Regions from separate parts of the Drosophila melanogaster genome. Here region 1 is linked to region 2. The links are chromatin contacts, called in public Hi-C maps. All regions are on one chromosome and are shown on one strand. The core of a region is the stretch at or near the end of the contact, and the rest is flanking DNA. Distances in the headings are between cores, read along the strand shown.

The links. Hi-C and Micro-C count contacts between places; a contact is called where the count stands out from the background.
Region 1: a contact with region 2 is called in a Hi-C map of the Kc167 cell line, with 2.2 times the contacts expected there. A contact is called at or near these places in 22 of 107 Hi-C or Micro-C datasets (the Clone 8 cell line, the D17-c3 cell line, the Kc167 cell line and 12 more).

Annotation. Positions count from the first base shown.
Region 1 is chr3R:10,968,266-10,973,216 of dm6, reverse strand. It overlaps lncRNA:CR45561 (long non-coding RNA:CR45561), which reads right to left and starts at 3,550. Exons shown (of 1, transcript NR_125138.1): 1 at 2,939-3,550. It overlaps side-VI (sidestep VI), which reads right to left and starts at 836. Exons shown (of 17, transcript NM_001043240.3): 1 at 1-836.
Region 2 is chr3R:10,897,180-10,902,816 of dm6, reverse strand. It overlaps lncRNA:CR45578 (long non-coding RNA:CR45578), which reads left to right and starts at 4,236. Exons shown (of 1, transcript NR_125137.1): 1 at 4,236-4,832. It overlaps lncRNA:CR45577 (long non-coding RNA:CR45577), which reads left to right and starts at 5,636. Exons shown (of 1, transcript NR_125136.1): 1 at 5,636-5,637.

The DNA of each region.
Region 1 (4,951 bases), core at 2,301-4,800, 71 kb before region 2:
GCTTATTGCTCCTGTAGAGGGCGTGTTGGCATTAAGCGAGTTTTTATGCAGCCAGCGAGACGCACACACATCATATGAAAAGGAGCTGAAGGAGTTGGAGGAGCAGCGGCAGGCAATTGAGCAAAAAATATGGCAAAGTATTTGGCGGGTGCGAGGCATAAATTTCGATTTCGTCGGCCTTGCTTTTGCTTTGCTTCTGCTGCTAACTTTCTCGTCTTCGAATCGCCGCCAGCCGCGAGGCCAATATTTAAAGTAGCAGCCGATGCGAACTTTATTTATGGCTCAATAATGTGTATTTTGATTTATGCATTGTGGGCGCGTACACAAGCGCACATATATATAGTCGTACACTGTAACTGCGGCACACACATACACGCTCCCAATCGCACTCACTCACATACACTCACTGTATTGTTGCCTCAAGCCAAAAAGGACGCGATTTGCATAACAACACATTCAGAAACTTAACGCAGGCGTTTGAGATGTTTCTACTTCTACTTCTAGCACGTGCACTCTCGTCTCGCTTGACGTTTTTCTATTTTTATTTGGTTGTTGTATATTCAGCATTCAACAATTGCGATAACCGATTGAGATATATACTTTTGACTAGGTTGGGTGGCACTTGTTTCTTGATTTCCAGCCCAATTGCTTCGTTCGCCAGTTTGCGGATGCGGACGGTCAACACTGCGGCTACGCGATGTGAGGCGATGCGATGCGATGCGATGCCGCCCGTACGACAGCGACAACGACAACGACAACACGACAACGAAAACGAGAACGACAAACGGCGGCAACGGAGCACGACAACTACACAAATCCACGACCTTTTCAGTACTAAAGCGCCTGGCCATTCATTCGTGGCTTTGGCCACTTTTGCCATCGCCCTCCACGATTCGGATCCTTCGGCTTTCGCTCGGGTCGCGCATTTTCGACTTTGCCGAACAGTCGAATCCTTTGGGTTTCCCTGTGTGTGTGTGTGTGTGAGCCTTGTAAGTGGGCCAACACTTGCCGCCGATTCGATTTCGAAAGCCAGAACGGCTGGCAAGGGCCAGAGTATAAGAGTTTTGGTTGTAAAATCCAAAAGTCGTCTTGGTTGTCAATCTGTGGAAGCCAAGTGGTAGGTAAGCTTACCTCAAACGCTTCATGAACTTGAATTGTCAAGTTTTAAAAACGAAATATAAACTACCAGGGGCAAAAGATAAAAAAGATGTTTGTGAATGAAAAAATAAATCACTTCTTATTTTTATCTATTGATAATAATACTAAAAGTTATGAAAAGTATTCACCTTGTTGACTATATCTTGTATTAAAAATCATCTTATACCTTACTTGAAAGGATCCCAAATGTTTTTATTGTTTTTTGAACCAATATTTTTGAATATGCTGCCATGATGATGGAAGTATATCAATATGAAATCCCGATCATGATTTATTTGCGACTTTCCACTTCCCTTCCCCCCTGCCGTGGGTGTCCAGTCCTACCTCAACACCCTTTTGCCCTTGCGAACCTTCTAAAAACATATTCCACCACGCATTCCTGTGGAACCTTTTGCTTTCCCTCTCTTTTGCGTTTCCATCGAACTCACGATGTCTGCCTCTCTTCAAAATCGCATCTACCTAGATGAATGAGAGTTTCAGAAAGCGGTTACCAAGAGCATCTCGCACTTACTGCAGTTTCGCTGGTCAAGGCAGCCAGTCAAGGATCACAGATTACAATGAATACTTCACTAATGTTTGGCTAAAGTTCATGCAGTAAGACTATAAACCCAATTAAATATATAAAGTCCGTATAGGTGAATAAAAGACCAATAGAACCATTTCCGGGTTCTGGCATCGTTTTAAGAAACTCTAATGTCCTACTTATTAAACCCAAAATGTAAGCCCAGCTGAGTGATTAATTAATCAGAATTTCCTGATTGATTTCCTCAAGGTGTAGGCTAAAAAATGGCACCGCTACAACTTAACCTACACCACCATCAAAATCACGCATCACACCGCTTACAAAAAAAACTCTACTACAATGGGGTGTAAGCATGTAAGTTGACATGGGACCACGAGACCCGAAGCTCGCATCTCTCACGCTTTCTCTGAACTTTCTCTCGGCTTTCTCTGGCTCTCTTTTCGATTTCGAAAGCGTGGTTTCGCCAGACATGCGCCCGAAACCAGCAAAAAAAAAACCGAATGAATTGTGGAACGCGAAAACTTTTGCTTGGCATGAATGGGATTTTTTCAAAATTTCCAACGGTTTCACTCTTATACCACTCAAGGAAAGCTCTCGCTTTGCAAGGCGATCCACTCAAAGGATGAAGAATGGGACACATGGGTAGCACTGCAACAATTGCACAGCCTAATCTTATCAAATTTCATTTACACGCTTGGCCAAACTCTAATGGCAAATCCAATGCCGAAATGAAGATAGCACTAAACCACTTTCGTCAGCACACACACACACACACACACACTCGCGGACTCTTTTTCCTTACTTTCCCCATATATATATATAGTGTGCACATATAGAAAATGTAACTGGTGATGTTGTCAAAGTATTTGGCTCCTCCACGCGACATTCTTTGGGCCAAAATAGCGCTGGCTAAACATTAACTAAAACTGCAAAATTCCATCACTCACACACACATAATCAAAAGCCCAGGACGACACTCACACACACATGCAGTTTCGTGTGTGGTGTAGATTGTCGGTCTTCTGTTCCTACAAAATCTCAACGCTCAACCGCCAAGCATGGCATTTCATCAGGCGGCAGCAACGAGAGCAGCTGCACCAGAATCAGTCTAAAACTAATCAGGAATGGCCGATTTGATACCCATTAGTTGTTGTATTTTAGATTTTGCAATAGATGTATTGTTTCAGTTTCCTTATATCTTATAATCATTTTATCATTTATTAATTTTAATTTGTTGATTTCTTTTAAGTATAAGTAATAATGCAGTATTATTTCCAACTACCCCAATCCGAAATGAGTAGCAAGTTTAAAAAACCCTTAACCCCTTTTCCCTGGCTGGCGAAAAACCCCAGCAATGCGAGCAAAGGAAGTGCACTAAGTGCAGTGACCAAATAGCTGCCAGAGAGTCCCGAACCGGCGGCTGATCCTGCTCCGCTCCTGCTCCTGCTCCTGGGTCTGCAGCTGCTCCTGTTTTGCTGCTGTTGCCACCGCCCGGAAGTGGCAATGGTGTTGCACATGACTTTATAGCTTTTACATTAATGTGTGTGTGTGGGTGGGTGGGGGTTCTGTGTGATGTGTGTCTGTGTGCGCGACAGTTTGGCTATAAAGCAAAAGTTGCATTAAATTTAAATCATGAGACGGCGGTTTCTGTGGCCACCGCTCCCTGATGATGAGCACACACTGTCGAAAATAAATTCGGCTAATTAAATGTGTGCACTTTAAAGGGTGTTCAAGATAATTTGGTGAAAGAAAGATGAATATTCTAAAGTGAAGCTACGGCGATTTAGAGAACTAACTGCTTATCAAATATTTAGGTCGAATTTTTATCGAAATTTCGAAATTTTTCCAAAGTGAACTGAGCTGAAATGAGCTGGGCAAAGTTAGGGCCAAGCGGTGTTCAACGTTTTGTCATTAAAAGTTGAGTTGGTGATGGTGCATCGGAAAGCTTTTGGCGCTGGTCTCAAATTTGACTTCTCCTAACCGCTTAAAAAAAAAAACTAGCAAACCAGAGCCCTGCAATCACAATTAGCCCGACAACACACGCAATTTGCATGCGAATACGACGCGCTGTGAGCAACAATTACATAATTATAACGCACTTTTGATGAATTGTCATAAATAGGACTAGGCGTGTGTGTGTGTGTGTGTGTGAGAGAGTGTGCCATGGCATCAACATGCCTATGTGTGCGGGCAGGGCAACTAATTAATCAGCTTTCGTAATCAATGCTTAATGATGCAGCACCAACAGCGGCAGCACAACGGCATTTAAATGGTCTATAATTAAATCAAACACTCAATTAAACTGAGGACGAATCGAATTTGGAGCGTCAGGCTCAAATTGGATACGGTTACTGATGGCCTGCTAATGAATAGCAAGCAATACGAAATTACAGCCTGCCAGAGCCAAGTCATTGAGACCTTTTTCAACCTCTGGCGGGCGAACCTCAGATGGGTTTCACTCATTAATTAATCAAAACTTCAAATAGTAACCACAGAAACCGAACGGACTGGGCTGGAATGTGGCGCCCATCAAACTGACCAATGGGTACTCAAAGGATTGCTTTGTCCTTTGGCAGGCTAAAAAGTTATCCGTTAATTATTCATCAGGTAAGATATTCGAATGTATAAGTGCAATGTGTGGGCGGGGCATTAGAATGTTGATTTCCATCTACTTGGCTTGATAGTAATTGCCTTTGTACTTAACAGAAAATAATTACATAATTAATTTATGATAATTATCTATTGAGCAAAGAGATGCATAATAATATATACTTCTTTAAGGACATAATGAGACAGTAACAAGTATTAAGAGTGTTTCGCATTCGTTGTGCTTCTGAGAACGTTTTTCTACTCCTTTGTCTGTCCTTCTATCTTGCTTCCTTTCGGTCAAGCTGTAAATTTATTTTACCACACATTGAGATACATTCCATTGGGAGCATGGCGGGGACAAGTCTTCTGCTTTTTGGCCAAGTGGCAAGTTTACCGAAACTTGCAAAAAAGCTGGGGGAAGCCGAACTAAAAGGAAACAGCAGCACCGGCGCCGGCAACTCCTTGTTGCAGCAATCTAGATTCACAGCCAGCCGCAGAGGTGTAACCAAGTCCTTGCAACAAAAACTTTTAACACATGTTGCTGTGTGTGTGAGTCGATGTTGGTGCTGTTGCTGCTTTTGCCACTGCTTTCTAGCTGTTGGCAGCCAGTGAGGCAAGCAAACGCAGCAGCGGCAGACGGACGATTGACGATGGACGATGGGAGCCTCCTGGCCAGAACCA
Region 2 (5,637 bases), core at 2,987-5,486:
TGTGACAAATTTGCTTTTCACTTTGCAAAATTAAAAACGCTCACATAAAGTATACTCCCACGTAGATACAGCAAGGCAAGAACAAAAAAAAAAAGTAAGAAATTCAAGGAATTGAACGATTTTTTTTTTCCATTCATCATCGCAAAATTTGCTTGATGAAGCCAGCGGCATAAGTCGTTACAAGCAGTACTAGGGAATAACCAAATGGATCGAGGCACTAATATACATTATTAATTCTTAAAAAAAGGGCTTACATCTGACATATTTCACACACTACCGGATTGAACTATAACATTCAAAGATACGTAGATTTGGCTTAGTTTATAAACTTAGTTCAGTGACCTTTCTGAAAATATGCGAATTATTTACTAGTATCTAAATTGTGATATCATTCCTGATTATATATATCGCAATGATAGCTTATGTAAGAGTATGAACTCATTGACCAAAATTGTCTGCTCCTTTTCACTGTGACTTGGCAAACTTAAATCCCAGGCATTTGATATTGATTTACTTAAAAGGCAATATCAGTTTGCAAAGCAGCAACCCTTAGCCCGGCCATCCAGCCAACCAGCCCCCCAAAAAAAGTTGCCCCCAGAAATCCTTGGAAACATATCGAAAAATGCGAAAATTGTACAATGAAAATTGAAGTGAAATTAAACTAAAGCCCTGGGGCGATAACGACTGGCTTGTCACTCTCCACTGCAGAGCTACCAATCCCCCCCTTCCTTCAATCGCTGTAGTCTACCCCCATGGCAACCCAGAACCCCTACCCCCCTCCCTTTTTTTCCCGGCTGACTCGACTTGTTGGCATTCATTTAGCTCTGTGGCCGGCACAACTTTGGGACACTTAAGCGTCGTTCACCACGCTGACAATGTCTGAATGTTCGAGGGCCAGGAATGTGATGGCCAGGCTCTTACCCCTGGCTCATCGCACTTCCCCTGCTCCCCTGCTCACCAATCCCTACCACCTCCCTTTCTGCTTCCCGTTCACTTTCTAATGAGACAAAAATTGCGATTTGAATGCAAATAACTGCAGGGCTTCTCCAGACGGACAACAATTACATGGGCTAAGAAGTACACGATAAAAAAAAAACAAACATTTTTATATATAAATAGCAATTACATGAAAAACATCCTTTTATTATCCTTATCTTATAGTTTCCCATAAGCATAGATTTTGTTTATAAGAAATATATAATATACTTTCATTGTAACCTTTGTTTAGATATACTAATATACTTAGATTTATCTTTGGCAACTTTCTATGATTTCAAGACCCTACGAGTATAAACCACTTTGAAATCTATCTGTGACCTAGTTTTCTTTTCAGTGTACATCTATGGCATTCGTTTCGTTTGGGGGGTAAGCAGACCAAGCTTTTGTCAAGGGGCATTTAAATTTGACAAAATGAAATGAAGGAAATATTTGGTTTTGGTTTCGAGCTCCGCTTCGTCGTGGGCCGGCATTTTAATGAAGTTCTTTAAACCGGCGACCGCAGAAGGGGAAACATAGGGAGGGGGGCAGGCAGGTGGGCAGCTTCTATTTGCATTTAATTAAATGCCAATAATTGAATCAATTTGCACATGGAATGTGAAAAATCCTTGGCATTGTCATGGCAGACTAATCAACTGCTACCGTCGGTTAACTGTGAGTATTTGTATAGCCATTATTAATTTGGATATTTGGCCAGCAAGGACACTTTGGAGTGGCAACAACCACAGGAATGTGGCCGACAGGTCCTTGGACCCACTGGCTTCGATGGTCGAAAAGTATTTTGTCCCTGCCTGGCATACCAGAGCATTCCAATCTAATTTGATTTACTTGTCTTTTGCATCTGGGCAGGAATTCCTAGCTATCCCAATTATTTGCAGCAGTTTCTGCAAATGCATCTAACGATATTATACACATTTTTAATATAAAGTATTTGTTGTTAAATATTTGCTATTCTGCGTTGAGCAGACAAATTAAACGGACTGACATTTTAAACAAATTTTGAATATTCATATAACCACTGATCTACGCAGAAATTTAACGGCGGTAAGTTTACATTTGTTACTTACATATTGATCAATAATTTTGTAGAATAACATTAGTTAGTTAGCAATTGGCAAATTTTTCACTTGCTGTAACTTTTTGAATATGACATTGCTCATATATTATTTTTGATTTCTCAATGCATTTCATTCTCAGTGCAAAATTGATTTTATTCCATTTCGTTTCAATTCTATCGTTTAATTTTGCTGGTCAAATCCAACTTTTGGCTCGCTACTAATTATATGCATATGTTTTTATATTTACTTTTATTTGCATTTTTCGCTTTTTTCCGTCATAAAAACCAATCAAATATTTATTGCGTTTTTGCAGCCTTATCGAGAAATATTGGAAGTATGGGATATGGGTTGGTTAGCTTGTTTTGATTTTATTAAATGTTAACATTTTGCACAAGTTAAGTGCAATAAATTCGAAGTGGATTGCGGGGAAAACGAGGCATTCATTACATAAATATTGCAATTTGCTTATTTTTTTTGTGAAAATTGTTTTCAGCAAATATCTTTAATTCAATTGAGCTTATAAAATCAGCCCTGTCACAGATTAAAGTGTTAATGCATATAAATGTTTTACCTATTTGCATACATTCTCGCTGGCCAATGTTTTTATGCGTGTTTCTGGTTTAGCGAACAATTTGAATTGAGCCACAGATACTTTCTGGCATTACAATGCTAAACTGATTATCCAACATCGAAAACGTTTCGGACGTCATTATAAATTCAATTTAACCAATCAAACGGTCGTAATTTGATTATGTTGATTTTTGCACATTAATTGCATATTTATTGACTCAGCGCACACACAGCTGGTGAAAGTGCGCAAAAAGTGCTGCATTTGTTTATTTGCCGCGTTACATCATCAAAGAAAATGTTATGCTAGTCGCAGCCAAAAGTGTTTTAATTGTCAATTAAAAGTCAGCTGGGAAATTGATTGAAAACAGTTAGGAAATACCGGAAATGCTACCCACCACCCCCAAAAAAAAAAAAAAAAACAAACAAACATGGAGTTAAAATGTACATATAGCCACAGGCCGTCGAATGCTTTTTAAGTATTTCACACTTAAATGAACTTAGCCCGGTTCATAACAGGCCATATTAATTGGCCAACAGCCAGATGATTCGGCTGCTTAAGCACTCCTCTCATAAATTGCTCAAGAGCCAAGCTCTTTGTTGTGGCCTCTGGCTACTGGCCATTGGAAATTGGCCGTGTTGTTGGCTATTTCCTCCTTGGCCACTTTTTAGCTTGCCGGCATATCAAATTATATGCACACACACACACACCGCAAGCTTTTGCTGTGGCTTCTTTTGCCAATCGGCCAGTGGATAAACTTCGCTCCTACGGCATCAATCAGTTGGTTTTAGCTGGGGCGTTCCCAGTCCCAATCCCACTGCAAAATTCCTCTGCGTCCGCCGGACAGCTGCAGTTCATCTCTCCGGCACCGCAGTGGGAATTCGAGCGAAAAGCTGTGCCCGCCCGCAGTTCGTGCGAACGTGTCTCAATAACGAAATTAACAGAAATTGCAACATATTGTGTGGTGGTGGTGGTGATGCTCCTGAATGGCCATGTCTGGTGGGAGGGGAGGAGGCATCCTGAATGGGCGGGGCGGTGCGGTCCTGCAATCAAACTGCACAGAAAAATGAGCAGCACGTGGCGGCCAACAACTGTGTCAAATTGATATTAAAACCAAGTCAAGATGTTGCTGCTGCGGTGGTAAATAAATGAAATCGAGCTACGTTCCAATAAATATTTGTTGGGACAATAAGTAGCTCCGAAAATTATTTTTCAACTTTATTAATATTTTAATAAATCAGAAATCACACGTTCATGGTTACGTGTGAAATTACTACGCTAATGAAATATAAAGCTTACGAAAACAAATATACGCACATATATCATATGTGAAATTTAATTACTATTTACTATAAAGCTAAATTAAAATGAAAGTAAGTATGCATCCGTAAGATACGGACAAACAAATTTTTTGGGGAACATGGAGTTTTCGAACTTTTACAAAGTTTGAAAACTCAAGTCGACTCGTAGGTCGCCAAAATGTAATTTGGTTTAAACGACCCCGTTGCAACTCAACGGCCTCCACGTGGTGTTCCCTGGGTTTCGATTTTAACATTTTAATCGAAAGCTAATTCGAGCGGCAAAATATATATATTTATGAAGGCATATTTATTGTTTTAAAATTAACCGGGTATCAGATAGTCGAGGCTCTCGACTGTATGAAAAGTAATACATCATCATAATGGGCAACTTATACTGCACTTTCTCGTCTCTTTCATTTAAAAACCATTTTCCCCGCTAATTATCGCATGACTAACCGCTCTTCCAGGGAATCCCCGAACAAGGACCCCAAACGGAAACAAACTTCAGCTCCTCGAATCCGTCACAGCTGGCTGCCAGGCAACACAAAAGCTTAATAAAGCGGCCAGCTAAAAAAAAAAATACGTACACTTGAATGTGGCAGGGGGCCAAGGAGGTCACAGTCTTTGGCAACTGTTGCCCCAAAATCGGACGCAGAGCTCGTTGCGGGAGCATTCACACAAGTGGGGAGAAATCAACGCGTATGGGGATGTGGGTTTCGAGTTGGAGTTGGAAAGTGGAGAAAGGAACCCACTGTGACCACGTCGGACGGAGAGTCACACATGTGACCAGAGCCAGAAATTGGAGCGGCCATTGAATATGATAGAAATAGAAATAGAAATACGTACGTGCAAAAATTTCAACGCTTGATTAAATTTCAGTCACAGTCACAGAGAGAAGGTTGCTGCGATAAAAAGCAAAGAAGCAAAAGCGCCACAAGTGTGGGGCCAACTTGAAAGACAATCAGGCAGCAATTTAAAACCATTTTCACTGTGGCCAGTGGCCAGCACACCGAATCCCACATCCACACCCGCCATCCGGGTGGGGTGGGGTTTCCCTGGAAAATCGGATGCCACCTGCTGTGCGGCAGTTGCAGTAACTTCTGCTTGATTAGTTTTGATTTGGTTATTTGGCATTAGGCCATGTGCCCGGCCTTCTTTAACATGCTCTTTTGGCTTCCTTCGATTTCCCCTGCCTTTCTGTCTCGACGGACAGTGAAATAAACTAATTCCCAGTCATTCGGTGACGCAGATGGCTTTGCTTTTTCGACTCTAGGATGGGCTACGGATGTTCCGGCTATGTGTGTTCGAGTTTTAATAAAAACTCAATCATTGTCCGTTTTACCATATGGGTCGAAAGTTTTCGGTGGTTACATTTTGATTACGGGTAAAGACTTGTAATATTCAAGAATGGGAAATGGGATTAGTGAATGCGCTCACTAAAATCTTAAGAGATATTAGTTTTAACAAACGAACCAAGAAACAATTTTAGAAATTACTTGAAAAAATCTTTCAGTGAGATTTTGATATTTCAGAGCACGGTAAAACATATATAATATCTTAAATTACAGCCATTAACGTACGTGCTTATCAATCTAAATTCGTTTTCAAGGCAGAGACAGTGTCACACATGGCGCATACTTAATATCAGTTGGCAGCACGCTCAATGGCGAAAAGCAAAGCCTCAAATTGCACTATCCCGCCTCCCCCGAAACGG